Linked DNA regions of Sus scrofa: region 2 is linked to region 1. The links are chromatin contacts, called in public promoter capture Hi-C maps. All regions are on one chromosome and are shown on one strand. Each heading gives the region's core, a stretch centred on a gene start, on an enhancer-like site or on the middle of the called end of the contact. The rest is flanking DNA. Distances are from core to core; before and after follow the strand shown. Region 1 has its middle 190 kb from the start of ZHX2. Region 2 has its middle 280 kb from the start of ZHX2.

What was found. Promoter capture Hi-C pulls out the DNA fragments that hold promoters and counts their contacts.
Region 2: a contact with region 1 is called in a promoter capture Hi-C map of liver, with 5 times the contacts expected there. The contact joins two enhancer-like sites. A contact is called at or near these places in 1 of 5 promoter capture datasets (liver) and 2 of 47 Hi-C or Micro-C datasets (liver and skeletal muscle).

The regions. Positions count from the first base shown.
Region 1 is chr4:16,740,525-16,744,327 of Sscrofa11.1, reverse strand. No RefSeq gene overlaps it. Among named protein-coding and RNA genes, the nearest start is that of ZHX2, 190 kb to the right of the region's middle. Within about 2 kb of position 1,782, at least 10 of the 83 cell types and tissues checked have an H3K27ac peak or open chromatin away from gene starts, as enhancers often do. A contact at or near this core is called in liver, where this site is marked.
Region 2 is chr4:16,830,443-16,834,245 of Sscrofa11.1, reverse strand. No RefSeq gene overlaps it. Among named protein-coding and RNA genes, the nearest start is that of ZHX2, 280 kb to the right of the region's middle. Within about 2 kb of position 1,770, at least 2 of the 83 cell types and tissues checked have an H3K27ac peak or open chromatin away from gene starts, as enhancers often do. A contact at or near this core is called in liver, where this site is marked.

The DNA of each region.
Region 1 (3,803 bases), core at 533-3,032:
CCCTCGAATGTCAGGTTACAGATGTTGGAAGGTTCAGGAAATAATAACAACTAACATCTAGTAATGTCTTCCTATGTGCCAGACACTGTACTCACAATTTACAGCAGGATTTCTCAACCTTGGCACTGTACTCACAATTTACAGCAGGATTTCTCATTTGGCGCCAGATGATTCTTTGTTGTGGAAGCGTTCTGTGCAGTGTAAGAAGTTCAGCAGCATCCTGGGCCTCTACCCACTGGATGTCTGTAGCACCCTCCCACCCCACAGCTGTGATGACCAAAAGTGTCTCCTGACATTGCCAGATGCCCCCTTGGAGGCAAAAGCACTCCCAGTTGAGAGCCACTGCTCTATGTATATTAAGTTACTTACTTTTTACAACTCCGTAAGGTAGTTACTATCATTAGCATATTTTACAGGTGAGGAACCCGAGACACAGAGATGTTATGTAACACCCTCAGGTTCACTGTTTTGTAAGAGGCAGAGTCAAGACATACAGCCAGGACAGAATGATTCAAAGCCCATGACTTTCCTCACCCATGCTTCATTTAACATGTTGAAAGATTAAATTTTAAAAATGCAAAATGTGGTAAGCGTTGTGCTTGCAATTACATAGAAATTTCTATGAAGATACATGACAACCAATAACACCATGAAAAACATTATAGTAATAACATGAGGTTAAATTAGAGGGGTGAAATTACAGGAGCTTAATTTTTTCTTTAATAATGTCATATTTTTTAAATATAAGTTGGAGAGGTTGATGGATTCAAGCAATAACTCTAACCTTATTTCTCCATCCATTTTCAAGAATAATTGGCTGAAGTCGTTTCATTCTCACTTAATCTTAGATTGAGTTCAAGTATTCTCCACCAGGAAGAGCTTGAACCAGAGTTCAGTACATAATAAGCGCTCTGCAACTGAGAACTATTATTGTTATATTTTAACAGACCAAGAAACTAACATAGGACTTCCCCTGGTGGCTCAGCGGTTAACTAACCCAACTAGCATGCATGAGGACCCTGGTTCGATCTCTGGCCTCGCTCAATGGGTTAAGGAACCATCATTGCCATGAGCTGTAGTGAAGTCACAGACGCCGCTCGGATCCCGCATTGCTGTAGCTGCGGCGTAGGCCTGCGGCTACAGCTCTGATTAAACCCCTAGCCTGGGAACCTCCATATGCTGTGGGTGTGGCCCCCAAAAAACAGACAGACAGAAACTAAAGTAATTAGGACTCAAACTTCTGTCTTGCTGTAAAGCATATGTTCCTTCCGCCATTTTGTCACCTAAACGATTTACCCACCAGGTAAGTGTGAGCAAGGGAATCAGTGGCCAAAGCAAAGGATGAGACCCAAGACAGCTGGTTTCAGGGCCCACCTGGACCCCATAGACTGAACCAAATGGAGCAGCGCTGGGTCCGCGAGACTCTGATCCCTTGTACTTTGCTGCCCTCTGCTGGTCAAAGACTCTGCTGTTGGCAATGCGCGTGTGAGTGGGGGCGGGGAAGGAGAGAGAACCAGAGGGTCTCCGCAATTAAATCTCCCCAACACCTAGGCCCCGGCCCTAGTCTATTTTTTACACAGAGGAACAGGAATGGCAGGGATTCAAAAGTTGAGCAGAACAAAACTTTAAGGGGAGAATATTTTTTTAAAGGAAAAAATAAAACCTTTTTTCAGACGCTTCTACCAGCTAGGAGATCTCTGGGGCATTGTCACATCCGTTTCCTTCATTTAGCCCAGTTTGTGCTGGCAGTGGAGTGGACAAAAAGGCAGTGGTCTGGGAGGCAAATAAAGAGCTGGAGGTCGCTGGAGGCAGAAAGAGGAAGCATCATGGCACCAGCGCGCGCGCACACGTATTCTGACATGCTCGGAAATGGGTTCATTTCGTTTTTGGAAATCCCTGCGTTCTGGGTATGCAAATGTACCGTTTCTGGTTGACGTTTCACATCAGGGAGGTGTTAGATGGTCTGTGAATAAGGCCACTGGAGCATCAGAATGGAAGAGTTCTACTGAAAGTCGACCTGGGCACATAGAATATTTTATTTAACCCCATAAAGTCGGAATTATCATCCCCATTCTGCAAAGTTCTGAGAAGAACTTGTCCGCAGTCCGGTGGCGGGTGGCCAGGGGGCGCTTCCCTCCAGGATCGGTCTTCCTCGCTCAGGCCCTTGTACCCCGCCGAGGTGCGGGCCCTCTGGGAGTGCACAGCGCCCCCGACTGACTGGCCACAGCAGAGGAGGTGGGGGGCGGTCGTTGCCCCACCCACACTCTCAGCGGCCCAAACCACCTCTTTCAGCCCTTCAGAGGCAGCCTTTGGTGCTGCCCATCAAGGGAAAGAAAAGAGCACAGCTTGGAAAGTGAAAAGCCGGACGCTAAAGACGAAATCAGCTTAGCTTTCCTGGGGTGACTCGGTTGTTCTGAATCATCCTATGAAAAAAGCATTTTGCCATCTGGTAATTACCTTGGGGCTGCAGTGTCAAGCCCCTCTCCTTCATCCTGCCCTCCTTAGGAAAACACGGCCCCTGGGTGGTCCAGATGGCCAGAGGCCCCTGCACAATGAACAGAGGCTGCTGATACACGTGTGACCTCTCTGGCCACAGGAAGTTCTCCCATGCAAAACTACATTCAACCAGATTTTCCTTGCCACCAGCGGCTGGTTAGGGAGTCACGGCTTCTGGGAGGAGAGCATTGGACGACCTCAGGACCTCTTCTGCACCACCTCCCCGTCTCCTTTTTATTAAAGAGCCCAAATGCCTGCCATGGCTGCATCTGCTCCCACTGTGTGTGCCACCACAGAGGCCCTCGGAGGCCCTCACCAGAGAAAGAAAGAATGTTGATATAGGCATGACAGGGTCACTATGCTGTAGAGCAGAAATTGGCTCAACACTGTAAATCAACTATACCCCAATTTAAAAATTAATTTAAAAAAAAAAGATTCTGATAAGAGACTTGCTTCTCTCTCAAGTTGTTTCTACCCTTCTTTCACTCTTTCTGACCCCAGATAGGAGCTGTCGGTAGAAACACCCTCACATTTAGACCCAACTCAGGGGTCTTGGACTCACCTCTGCATGGATCAGAGAGTCCCTACCAGCCCTCCGCAGAGGACAAATCCAGTCGCAAAGGTCAGAATGCGCCTCTGAGTAAGCGGGAGTGATCGCCCGGGGTTCTGCAAACCACAGCGCAGCTGGAAGTTCTAAGAGGCTCCTGGGAAGTCCCAGGCTGCCTCCTGCTGACCGCTTTGTCCCAAACGTCTTCCCAATCACACCAAGAATTGAGAGATGCTATAACAGAACGAGAGGTGGAATGCAACGGTATTTAAGGTCGGGGTACATATTGCAGTAAACATGACCTGGACCTAACCTCTCTGAGCCTTCTTTTCATCAGGCTAAGGATGATCAAAGGGATGCTTTAAAAATGAAATGATTTTCCTGGTTAGCAGAGTAATTCCTGGAACCTGTGAACATGTTAGATTACACGGCAAAGGGGGAATTACGGCTGCAGGTGGAACTGTAGGGATGTTAGTTATCCTGGATGATCTGGATGAGCCCAGTGCGATCACTCTTTAGACCAAGGGAGGCCGGAGAACAAAATCTAAGGAAGAATGGTCAGAGACATGGGGTGGCTGGCTTTAGAGATTAAGGAAGGCAGACCGTGTTTAAAAGGCAGTTGCTAGAAATTAGAAAAGGTAAGGGAATGAATTCTCCCTAAGAGTCTCCAGAAAGGAATGCAGCCCTGCTGATACTTTGATTTCAGTCTTCTCAGACCTGTGTCTGACTTCTAGCCTACAGAACCGTGAGATAATAAATT
Region 2 (3,803 bases), core at 521-3,020, 90 kb before region 1:
TCAACACAACTCCTCATTTTCTCTCATACACTACTTCCAATCTATCCGCAAATCCTGTTGGCTTTACCTTACAAATATATTTCAAATATGGCTATGTCTTTCAACCTCAGCCACTGCTCTTGTAGTCCACATTAACACAATCTCTCACTTGGGCTAAAGTACTTGCCTCCTTGAGGGTGCTCCTGCTTCCTCTATTGGTCTCCTAAAGTCTATGACTCCAAGGCAAAGGCTCTCTTAGAGATTTTCTTAAAACAAAAATCATATCATGTCTTTGCCCTCTTTAAAACCTAGTGTCTTTCTATTAATAAAATAAAATTATCCAAAACTTGGAAATAAGACAAGAAAATGTGCTTTCAATATAAGGCATTGTTTGACAGACTTACCAAAGAATTTTTTCATTAACAAAGAAGACACTTTGTCTTTGCTATTTACTTTTTTGATTAGAGCCCAAATTCTGTGAAGTTCCATGTTAACTTGCAGATTTCTCTCTAATAGAAAAGAAAAGCACAAAGTTATTGTTGTATTCCCCTGCAGGATAGTAACCAGTGTATATATATTAGCAAATTTACTTTAGCGTGTCTTTGAATGCCTGTCTATATAAATCTCCATTCCTCCAGGTTTTTTTTTTCCGTGTGTGTGTGTGTGTGTGTGTGTCTGTGTGTGTCTGTGTGTCTGTGTGTCTGTGTCTTTTTAGGCCCACATCCACAGCATATGGAAGTTCTCAGGCTAGGAGTCAAATCCAAGCTGTAGCTGCCGGTCTACACCACAACCACAGCAACTCCAGATCCGAGTCTTGTCTGTGACCTACACCACAGCTCACAGCAACACCAGATCCTCATCCCACTGAGTGAGGCCAGGGATCGAACCCATGTCCTCATGATGCTAGTCTCTTTCATTAACCACTGAGCCATGACAGGAACTACCCTCCAGTTTTCTTTCGAACCAGCTTTACCACTGTATTGATTCCATCATTAATTAATTAGTTTTGTACATTATTTGATACATGTTCATTTTTCATGCATGAGTCACCTTTCTACATTTTTGAAATTAAACCTGACAGCTTTGAAGGTCTCACCAAGATGTCCAAGTAGAGTTGCTTGTTGGAACCAGTGAAACTGCAATCCTCCCCTCAAAAAAAGGCAGGGGGTACCTAATAGGTATTTTAAGCCCAGACATGTTTTTTGGTCCTGAAATGACTCCCCAAAAGCACTATATCTTAGTCTGTTTGGGCTGCAATAACAAAGTATCATAGACTAAGTGACTTCTAAATAAACAGATATTCCTTACAGTTCTGGAGGCTGAGAAATTGGGGACCAAGGTGCCAGCAAATTCAGCATCTTGTAAGGACAAGGACATGTCTTTGGTTCATAGATCGCACCTTCTCACTGAGTCCTCAGGTAGAGGACGTGAGGCATCTCTCTTGGGCCCCTTTTATATGGGCACTAATCTCATCGTTGAGGACTCCATCCTCAGGACCTAATCAGCACCTAAAAGCCCCAGCTCCTCATACCATTGCCTTGAGGGTTAGGATTTCAACGTATGAATTTTGAGGGAACATAAACCATACATATCACACTAGAAATTTAAACCGTACATATCACACTAGAAATTTATCTTTGTTGAATTTTTAAAATTTTCTATAACTGTTTTTGTTTTCATTTCTAGTGCTTAGCCAGGTTTGGCTTTGGTTTCACAATGCCCTATATTTGTTCAGTTGGATTATTTTGCTTTGCATAACATGCAAGACTGAACCCTGGACTACAAGCTTAATACATTACTTATTAGAATAATAATAACATTGCCTAATACTTGTTGAATGCCTATTATGTTCCACTGCGATTCTTTTATATGTATGAATTATTTAATCCTCATAACAACCTCCATGAATAAGAATTATTATTTTCATTTGACAGATGACAATAATACATATACACATATACTTTTATCTTGTTTACAAAGCAATTATATTCATGTTTTTGCTTCATCTTGAGAAAGTATATAAAATTGGGATCGAATACTCGGCACAAATGAATCTTTCCACAGAAAAGAAAAACATGGACAAGGAGAACAGACTTGTGGTTGCCAAGGGGGAGGGGAGGGAGTGGGATGGATTGGGAATTTGGGATTAATAGATGCAAACTGTTGCCTTTGGAACAATTCTTATTCTTCTTTTACAGATGAGGAAATGGAGATTTAGATGGTAGATAGCTTAGCCAAGATCCCAGGTTTTCTTCCTCCAACTCTAGTATTTTTGCTTCCAGACTACACTCTCTCAATATCAAAGCAAAAAATAAACAAGATATCAACACAATTTAAAAATAAATACAAAAAAATTAAGTACTATACCCAGTACAGAAATTATTTTATAATAAAGAGCCAATTCTAAAGGATAAACAAAACTTTCTCCTACATTTATAATAAAAACACAATGTACTATTAAAAAGAATCTCTTTAAATTACCCTGAGCAGCCAAAGATGTTTTCTAAACTATTATGTGTTCAAAATATCAGGAGCCACTTTAAGCAACCCCTGAAGCAAACCAAGAAAAAAAAAAATCACTCTTTTTTTTTTTTTTTTAATATTTTGACAGGCTACCAATGTTGTTTCTAAGAAATTATGGTTCCAACTTGTGAGCGCTCCAAAGGGGTTTCGATTAAAAGAAATAACTTTTTGCAGGATTTAAAAATTAATGTTCACCAGACCTCTTGCCAATTCCCCAGGAAGAAATAATAAAGGTCTAAAAATATGCCGAACATTATATTCAAGCAATGTGTTAGTCTGAGCGGAATGAATATAATAACCCAAGAAAATGGGATCTGAATTACGCTAGAAGAATCTTCAGATCCACCATGGAATTCTGCTCTATGTTGTCATCATAAATGATATTTAGAGATTCCTGTAAAGGCAAAGCAAGATTTATGACTTCAGAGTCCTGACACTAAAAGTGCTTATATTTATCAAGTAATCATTGTATGTTAGGCTTTTCCTTCCCTAGATCCAAGATATTTAGAAGGACAATCTCTTTCTACTGCCAATATGCCTATTTGTATATTGTGAAGTAAATGAATGATTTTACACACACATACTCACACACACATAAAATTTCTGATAAAAGTTAATTCACATTTTTATGTGTTTATTAAAGTATAATTGATGTACAATATTGTGCCAATTTCTGCTATACAGCAAAGTGACTCAGACATATATATATGTATACATACTCTTTTTCTCATATCCTCCCCCATCATGTTCTATCCCAAGAGACTGGATATATTTCCCTCTGCTGTACAATGGGACCTCATTGCTTATCCATTCTAAATGTAATAGCTTGCTTCTACCACCCCCAAACTCCCAGTCCATCCCACTCCCTCCTTCCTCCCCTTGGCAGCCACATGTCTGTTCTCTGTGTCTATGAGTCTGTTTCTCTTCTGGGGATATGTTCATTTGTGCCATATTTTAGATTCTACATATAAGTGATATCTTATGGCGTTTGTCTTCCTCTTTCTGACTTACTTCTTCACTTAGTATGAGAATCTCTAGCTACATCCTTGTTGCTGCAAATGGCATTATTCTGTTGTTTTTATGGCTGAGTAGTATTCCAATATATATGTACCACATCTTCTTAATCCATTCATCTGTCTATGGATATTTAGATGGTTTCCACATCTTAGCTATTGTGAATAGTGCTGCAATGAATGTATGGGTACATGTGTTTTTTCATTAATTCATTTTTTTTTTTTTTTAGGGCCACTGGGGTGGCACATGGAAGTTCCCAGGCTAGGGGTTGAATCAGAGCCATAGCG